Linked DNA regions of Mus musculus: region 1 is linked to region 2. A link is a contact called in public HiChIP or PLAC-seq data. All regions are on one chromosome and are shown on one strand. The core of a region is the stretch at or near the end of the contact, and the rest is flanking DNA. Distances in the headings are between cores, read along the strand shown.

Region 1 (3,086 bases), core at 386-2,885, 570 kb after region 2:
TTGAGGCTACATTCTATGATTCTTTATGTAGAAACAAATTGTCCTTTTAATTATTGTGTGGGTTGTACTGAAATAGATGAGCATTCCTTGAGCCACTGGCAGCAGCCAGAGTAGCCCAGGTGTTCATCCTGAAGACCGGCCAAGTTGCAAGCTTGCTGTTTGCAAGTGGGAGAGGAGTGTGTGTTTCAAAACAAAATGTTTTGTTGATTTTTTTTTTCAAAATTCAGCTTTTGGAATATTATGAAAGGAAATCACAATAGAAACACAAGCCATTCATGGAAGGTTTCCTTTATGAGAAAGAGTTGGGGACATGTCCTAGTGGGTAGTGTGTGTACTCGAGTATGTTAAAACACAATTGACTCATCTCAGCTTTGCAAAGTTTACAAAGATGGCTCCTTAGATTGAGTAGCTGGGACTGTCCTATTTTGAAAACCTTTTTATATATTCTTTTGTAATTCAACACAGGAAGGAACACTGGCCTACATAGAGCTGGAGCTTACAAACAGTGAAGAAAAAACAAATCAGAATGTCAATTATATCTTTTTCTTTATTCTTCTGCATGAGTCAAGTTTTGATCATGGGTTCTGCAGTGACTCTACAGACAGCACAATCTCTACCTTCTCTATTTCTGCTCAGTGGATTATGAACACAAATTGTTTTGTTGCCCAGTTAGGGCTTTCTACAGACAAAGGCCCAAGATCATGTCCCCTTTTCTATCCTGGGCACCCTTGAGGGTTTTCTGAATTCTCACTTTACACTCTTGCCGCCAGACAACTTGAAAAGGAGGCACAGATAACCAAGCAAACTATATGACAACTTTTCTATTACTCTTGTGTGGGACACAGCTAGAAGCAGGGAGTTCACACAGCAGCCATTGCTGCCCTTTACTATACACATCCTGGGCATAACTCCACTTAAGTTACTTTCTAGGGAATTTCTGTTCTACCAGCCGGGCTGTCTGTGTAAGACTTTGAATCACTCTTGGTGAGATGTTTATTTAAGAGAGACACCAGACGCTGGTAATATGACTCAGTTTCTCTCACAAGAACCATAAGCATGAGTTGGAATCGTCACAGGGCTCATTCACCACCACCACCACCCCACCCCCGTTAAATGTCAAAAGCCTGTATCCCAGGTGCTTCCAGCCTCCATCTACAGCACTGTCTGATTGGAATAACCAAGCCATATAGCTATGGATACAAAGGCAGAGATTTCAGTAAGAACGGAGACCCAGACTATCTGGTTTCCTGCCTAAGGAGCGGTTGCTTCCCTGAAATATGAAAAGGCAGCCACTTTCCTCTGTTCAGTAGTCAGACTGCGGGAGAGTTGCTCAAAACATCAGCCCCTCTCCTTTTGTGTTTCAGGAGAGCTGCATTTCTCCTGGCCTCCCAAGAAGAACAGCCCCCAGCACCTGAGAACCCAAGACCACACAGCAGACCTCCCTGGCACCTGCTTTCCTCATAGCCTTTCTCATACTTCTCAAGACCAGGACACACACAGCAGGAAACTGCTTAGCAACTGCACGTAGGAAACTAGGATTCCAAACTATTCCTGTGGGCTCCCCCCACCTGCTTTTGTTCTCCTGTTTTGTTTCCAGTCCTGTGTGATTATTCCATCACACAGCCACTAACCGGTTCTGCAAGCCCCAGGATCTCAGTTGGGATGACACAGGGGCTGCCCTGGAGCTTGGGGATTACACGCAAAGGCCCCACGCAGCCTGCCAGGGGGAGCCACAGAGGCCCAAGCTCCTTGGACAGCTCTGGTGGAAGCTCTTAGGAACCCTGATTTCTCTGGAAGTGACTGTTTTCCTGTCTTCGTTTTGTTATGCCCCTGCCTCTGACCTTCACCCTTAAGTCAGCAGCCTTGCCAGTTCTCAGGGTTTGCTTCTGCCCTTTCCTCTAGGAAGAAGAGGCCCAACCAGCCAACCTCAATATGTAAATCCTCTGTCCCACTGTATGTTTTGAAATTCCATTGTATTAAGAGAATCTTCCTCATGGGATCTCCCATGGAGTCAGTCTCTGAACACGCCTCTTAGGCTATGCTTTCTCTAAATCTCAGTAACTCTATCTCTGTGTCTCTTTTTCTGTCTCTGTCCCATTTTCTTTTGCGCTCTCTCTCTCTCTCTCTCTCTCTCTCTCTCTCTCTCTCTCTCCCTCTCTCTCTCTCTCTCTGCTTCACTTTATGCCTGAGGATGCATCCACATGTGTCACTCTGTCTTTGGAAGTTTCTTTTTATCTTAATTCACTCATGTGTGGGTATATATATATATATATATATATAGTATATATGTATTAATATACATGGACATTTGTGCTCATGAGTGTGGATGCCAGAAGTCAATATTCACCATCTTTTAAAATCAATTTCCACCTTATACTTTAAGGTATGGCCTCACTGAACGTGAAGCCCACTGATCATCTAGATGGCTGACCAGCAAGCTGCAGGGGTCCACCTGCCTGTCTTCCCAGCACTGTGATTAGAGATGCAGAACAACCATACTCAGTGCCCAGAAAGTCTATCTCTCTTCTTTACCTCCAGGCTTCTCATTTCTCTTTCTTTCTCTGTTTTCTCTCCACCCTCACCCCACAACTTCCCTTTCCTACCCCTGTATTCTGGTGGGTTTTTTGTTTTGTGTTGTTTTTTGGTGTTTTTGTTGTTGTTGTTGTTTTTCCCTTAAGCCTGGCAGCTTTGCCCAGGTCTCAAATGAGATATGATCAATTTTCAGGACAGCTAATTTTGCAAACCAAGGATCGATTTTCCCTCATCCCTGCAACTTGCCTTCCATCTCAGAATCCCTGAGTCTCACCAAAAACACTTCCTAGAAACAGGCCTGTGTGCCCTGGCAGGAGCCACCCAGCTGCACGGCAACCCGGGCGCTCCAGAGGAGACAGATTGACAATTGCAGCCCACAGCTAGCTGGGATTGCTCTGGCCGTGCTCCAGCTAGTCAGAGGCAATTCATATGAAATCAATAGGCCAAATCGACATTTTCAGAAGTTAACTCAAAAAAATCCCTGAAGATTAACCAGCCTGTGGCCTTTGCTATGAAATTGTTACCACACCACTTTCTTTTCTTTTGAAAATCCA
Region 2 (3,305 bases), core at 185-2,684:
CTTCTAGTCATGGAGTGAGCCCTCCACTCCAAAGTTCAGTTGGATATTGGCAAAATGGAAGGCTGTTCGACTGGTGTTCATGTCCTCTCCACTCCCACAACCCACAACTGTAGTGTCCAGACCATACGTCTTGGCTTCGTGGTAGATTGTGTTTGACGCAGTCACTCCTAGGAGGAGCCTTTCTGTATCCATTCAACAAATGTTTCCCATGGGGACCAAGGGGAGCTCAGCCAACAGGAACCTTAAAATCTTGCTCTCAGGGGGTTTATAGTGTAAAACTGGGGGAGGAACACAGAGAGGGTTGCCACCTGCCAAGCCTGCCTTAACCGGATGGATGGTACGAGGAAAGAGGGAAGGAGCTGGGTATGTGAACTTTGTGATTTGAATAGCAAGGAAGAAGAGAAGACTGCTGAACTGAAAGCATTGTAGATAGAAGATTAAGTTCAAAGGCTCTGGGGCCAATAACATGCTTTTTGAGAGAACGGAGAACTCTAAGGCTTTCTATAGAAATCCGGGTGCCATTTTCAACATTCAGAGTGTACACTGTAAAAAGAAAAAAGGGAAATGAGTAAAATTAACTTGTGTTTTCTTAATACAGGAAACAAACAAAAATACTAATAAAATTGAGCTTTGCTGAATAGTCTCTAATCTCTCTCCCTCTTTTTTTTGTATTAGGGAAACAGAGACAGGAGGATGAGTTCAAAGCCAATCTGGGCAACATAATGAGACCATGTCTTAATATATCTAATTAAGAAAAAAAACCGGGGATATAGCCTACTGGTAGAGTGCTTGCCTACCACGCGTGAGCCCCTAGTTCCATATACCTGCTACCAAAAGCAAACAAACAATCACACTCCCCCCTCACCCATGTTATATCTCCAACATATAGTACAGATTAGAAGCACATGTCAAGTCCTCATTAATCATGGATGCCTATTGGCTAGTAATATGAGACCAGAGTGGGTGTGATTGCCAGAGTTTGGGAGAAAGGGTTCTAGAATCGAAACCTCTCAGGTCTGGACCTTCAAATCCTATTAGGGCTCTCTGCCCTCATGAGGGTCGAGGCACACAGACGGGAAAGCCACATGCTGGCGTCCTCAGAGGCCTCTTGGTCGCTTCCCAGGACCTGTTCTGAGGAGGCCCGCTTGTGCACACGTGGGAAAGCTGCGTGCTGGCCCCGGGCCTGGAGCCACCTCCCGCGCCCACTCGGCCAGGTCTCATTCCAGAAGCGGCGTCCGCCCAGGTGAGGTGAGGCCTCTCTTCCAGCCGTTCAGCCCCGCCCCTTGGACACGGTTTTGGTTTTCGGGTGCAGACAGGTCTGCATTCCTCTGAAGAGGCCCGCTCGGCCCCATCAAAGCCAGCGACAGAGCCACATCACAGTCACCCATGATACCAGCCTGCAGTTCCAGCGAGCACCACGAGGGGCGCAGGCGGGACGGGCCATGCTGGCTCAGATGCCTCTGTGGACTTTCTCCTGGAGTCCTGGGGGCTTTGCTCCCACCACTACCTTCCTTTCACCATCACTCAATCCGTCTGTGCTGTGCTGTCAGCGGTCGCCTGGATTCCCATAGTTTTCTTGAACAACTGATAGGATGGGGGGGAGGGGGGCGGGGGAGAATCCCAGCTGTGAGCCAGACGCAGAAAAAATAGAGGTGCTTTGGGAGCCCTCTATTTGGGGTGATGATGATTCGTGGAGAAGTCCGTGAATCCGAAGTCTGTACATTCCGAGACTGGAGCCAGGAACAAAAAAGATTCCACTGTTCGGATGTTTTCACCCCTGAGGCTGAAATAACAGCGGAGGCCTGACTACCCACGTGGTGTCTGTGGCCAGAATAGGACCCACATAATAATGGCTTAGATCAGGGAAGGGCCTTTCCCATTCCATGATGCAATATTGTCATGACAGCAAAAACAAGGCTCCGCCAGCTGAAGTAGGTACACAATGGCGCCTTGCCTCTGCCCTGCCCACACCTCTGTGCCTTGCAGTAGCATTCCCTAAACGTGTGTGGAGTTGCAGGATTACAGAGAAGTGCCAGAGTCTAGAGGGACCTGCAATTGGCTGCTTCCCAGGGGACTAATGGGCCAGGCTGGTTCACTCTCCCTTAGCCACCCTTCAGCAAGAGAGGGCTATGTGGGTGGGCTATCATACCCACCTTTCTGTGATGTCCCTAAAGCTTCGATCACACTTTTGCAAGCAAGCTTACCTTAAACAGCCCTAACACAACGACCCAGACCAGCTAACCAGGGAACACAGGATATGATAGGTAGAAATCCACAAAATGGTTCTGTGAGCAAGCTCACTTTTGATTTTGTGACAGGAAAAAAAAAAATCGCCGGGCAGTGGTGGCACACGCCTTTAATCCCAGCACTTGGGAGGCAGAGGCAGGCAGATCTCTGAGTTCGAGGCCAGCCTGGTCTACAGAGTGAGTTCCAGGACAGTCAGGGCTATACAGAGAAACCCCGTCTCGAAAAAAAAAAATCATGGATTTGGGGGAGAGGAGTCCAAAGCTGTTAGGCCAGATTTATCTTGATAAAGTATTTATCTTGAAAGACTCCAGTTATAAAAGAGGATGTGAAGTTCAGTCCAAGCTGAGGGTGGCTTATCTCTTTCCTCAGCATAGGTGAGGTGACGCCAGGAGGTTCAGTATTTCAAGGATATCCCTAGACATATATCCTGTCCAAGGTTAGCCTTGGCTATATAAGCGCATCTCTCAGAAAAAAGGGCTAGGCTGTGAAGAGAGCACATATCTAGCACGCCCGAGGGCCTGAGTTCAATTCCTAACACAGAAAGAAGAAAGGAAGAAGGAGAGCAAAGGAAGAATTAAAAACAGGCCTAGGATCAGCAGAAGGGAGATTTCAAATATACAGATCAAAGGAGGTGGTCTGGGAGGGGCTTGATTGGGAAGGTGGGGTGGGGGTGAAGGAAGAGCCATTTCTTGTAATGTGTTTTGGGGCCTCCTGTGGACCACAGACTGAAAAAAAAAAAAAAGCCCACTCATGTCCTGTGAGCATGTTTGGCTCTGGCAGTACCCCTTAAAGGCAGAGGCCATTCTGAATCCACAGCTTCTATAGTTCACATTCCTGAGAGCTCCGAAAGAAGGAGAACGCTTTTGTAACTTGCTTGGTGATAAGGGTTGGTCTGGAGGAACGTGAATCAGTGTCTCTGTCAGTATGAATATCCATGCTCTATGCAAAAAAGCTGTAAGGTGCTTGATATTTGGGGTCCTGCCCTGAACTTCAGTGGGAATGCTCTGGTATATATATATATATATATATATATATATATATATATATATATATACACA

The links. HiChIP or PLAC-seq counts read pairs in DNA pulled down with a chosen protein or histone mark.
Region 1: an H3K27ac HiChIP or PLAC-seq map of embryonic stem cells shows a contact between it and region 2, with 5 times the contacts expected there. The contact joins two enhancer-like sites. A contact is called at or near these places in 1 of 484 Hi-C or Micro-C datasets (embryonic stem cells) and 4 of 115 datasets of contacts at active chromatin or transcription factors (all in embryonic stem cells).

What each region holds. Positions count from the first base shown.
Region 1 is chr4:56,050,531-56,053,616 of GRCm38.p6, forward strand. No RefSeq gene overlaps it. Among named protein-coding and RNA genes, the nearest start is that of Gm12519, 51 kb to the left of the region's middle. Within about 2 kb of position 1,636, at least 19 of the 459 cell types and tissues checked have an H3K27ac peak or open chromatin away from gene starts, as enhancers often do. A contact at or near this core is called in embryonic stem cells, where this site is marked.
Region 2 is chr4:55,479,232-55,482,536 of GRCm38.p6, forward strand. No RefSeq gene overlaps it. Among named protein-coding and RNA genes, the nearest start is that of Gm22150, 12 kb to the left of the region's middle. Within about 2 kb of position 1,435, at least 93 of the 459 cell types and tissues checked have an H3K27ac peak or open chromatin away from gene starts, as enhancers often do. A contact at or near this core is called in embryonic stem cells, where this site is marked.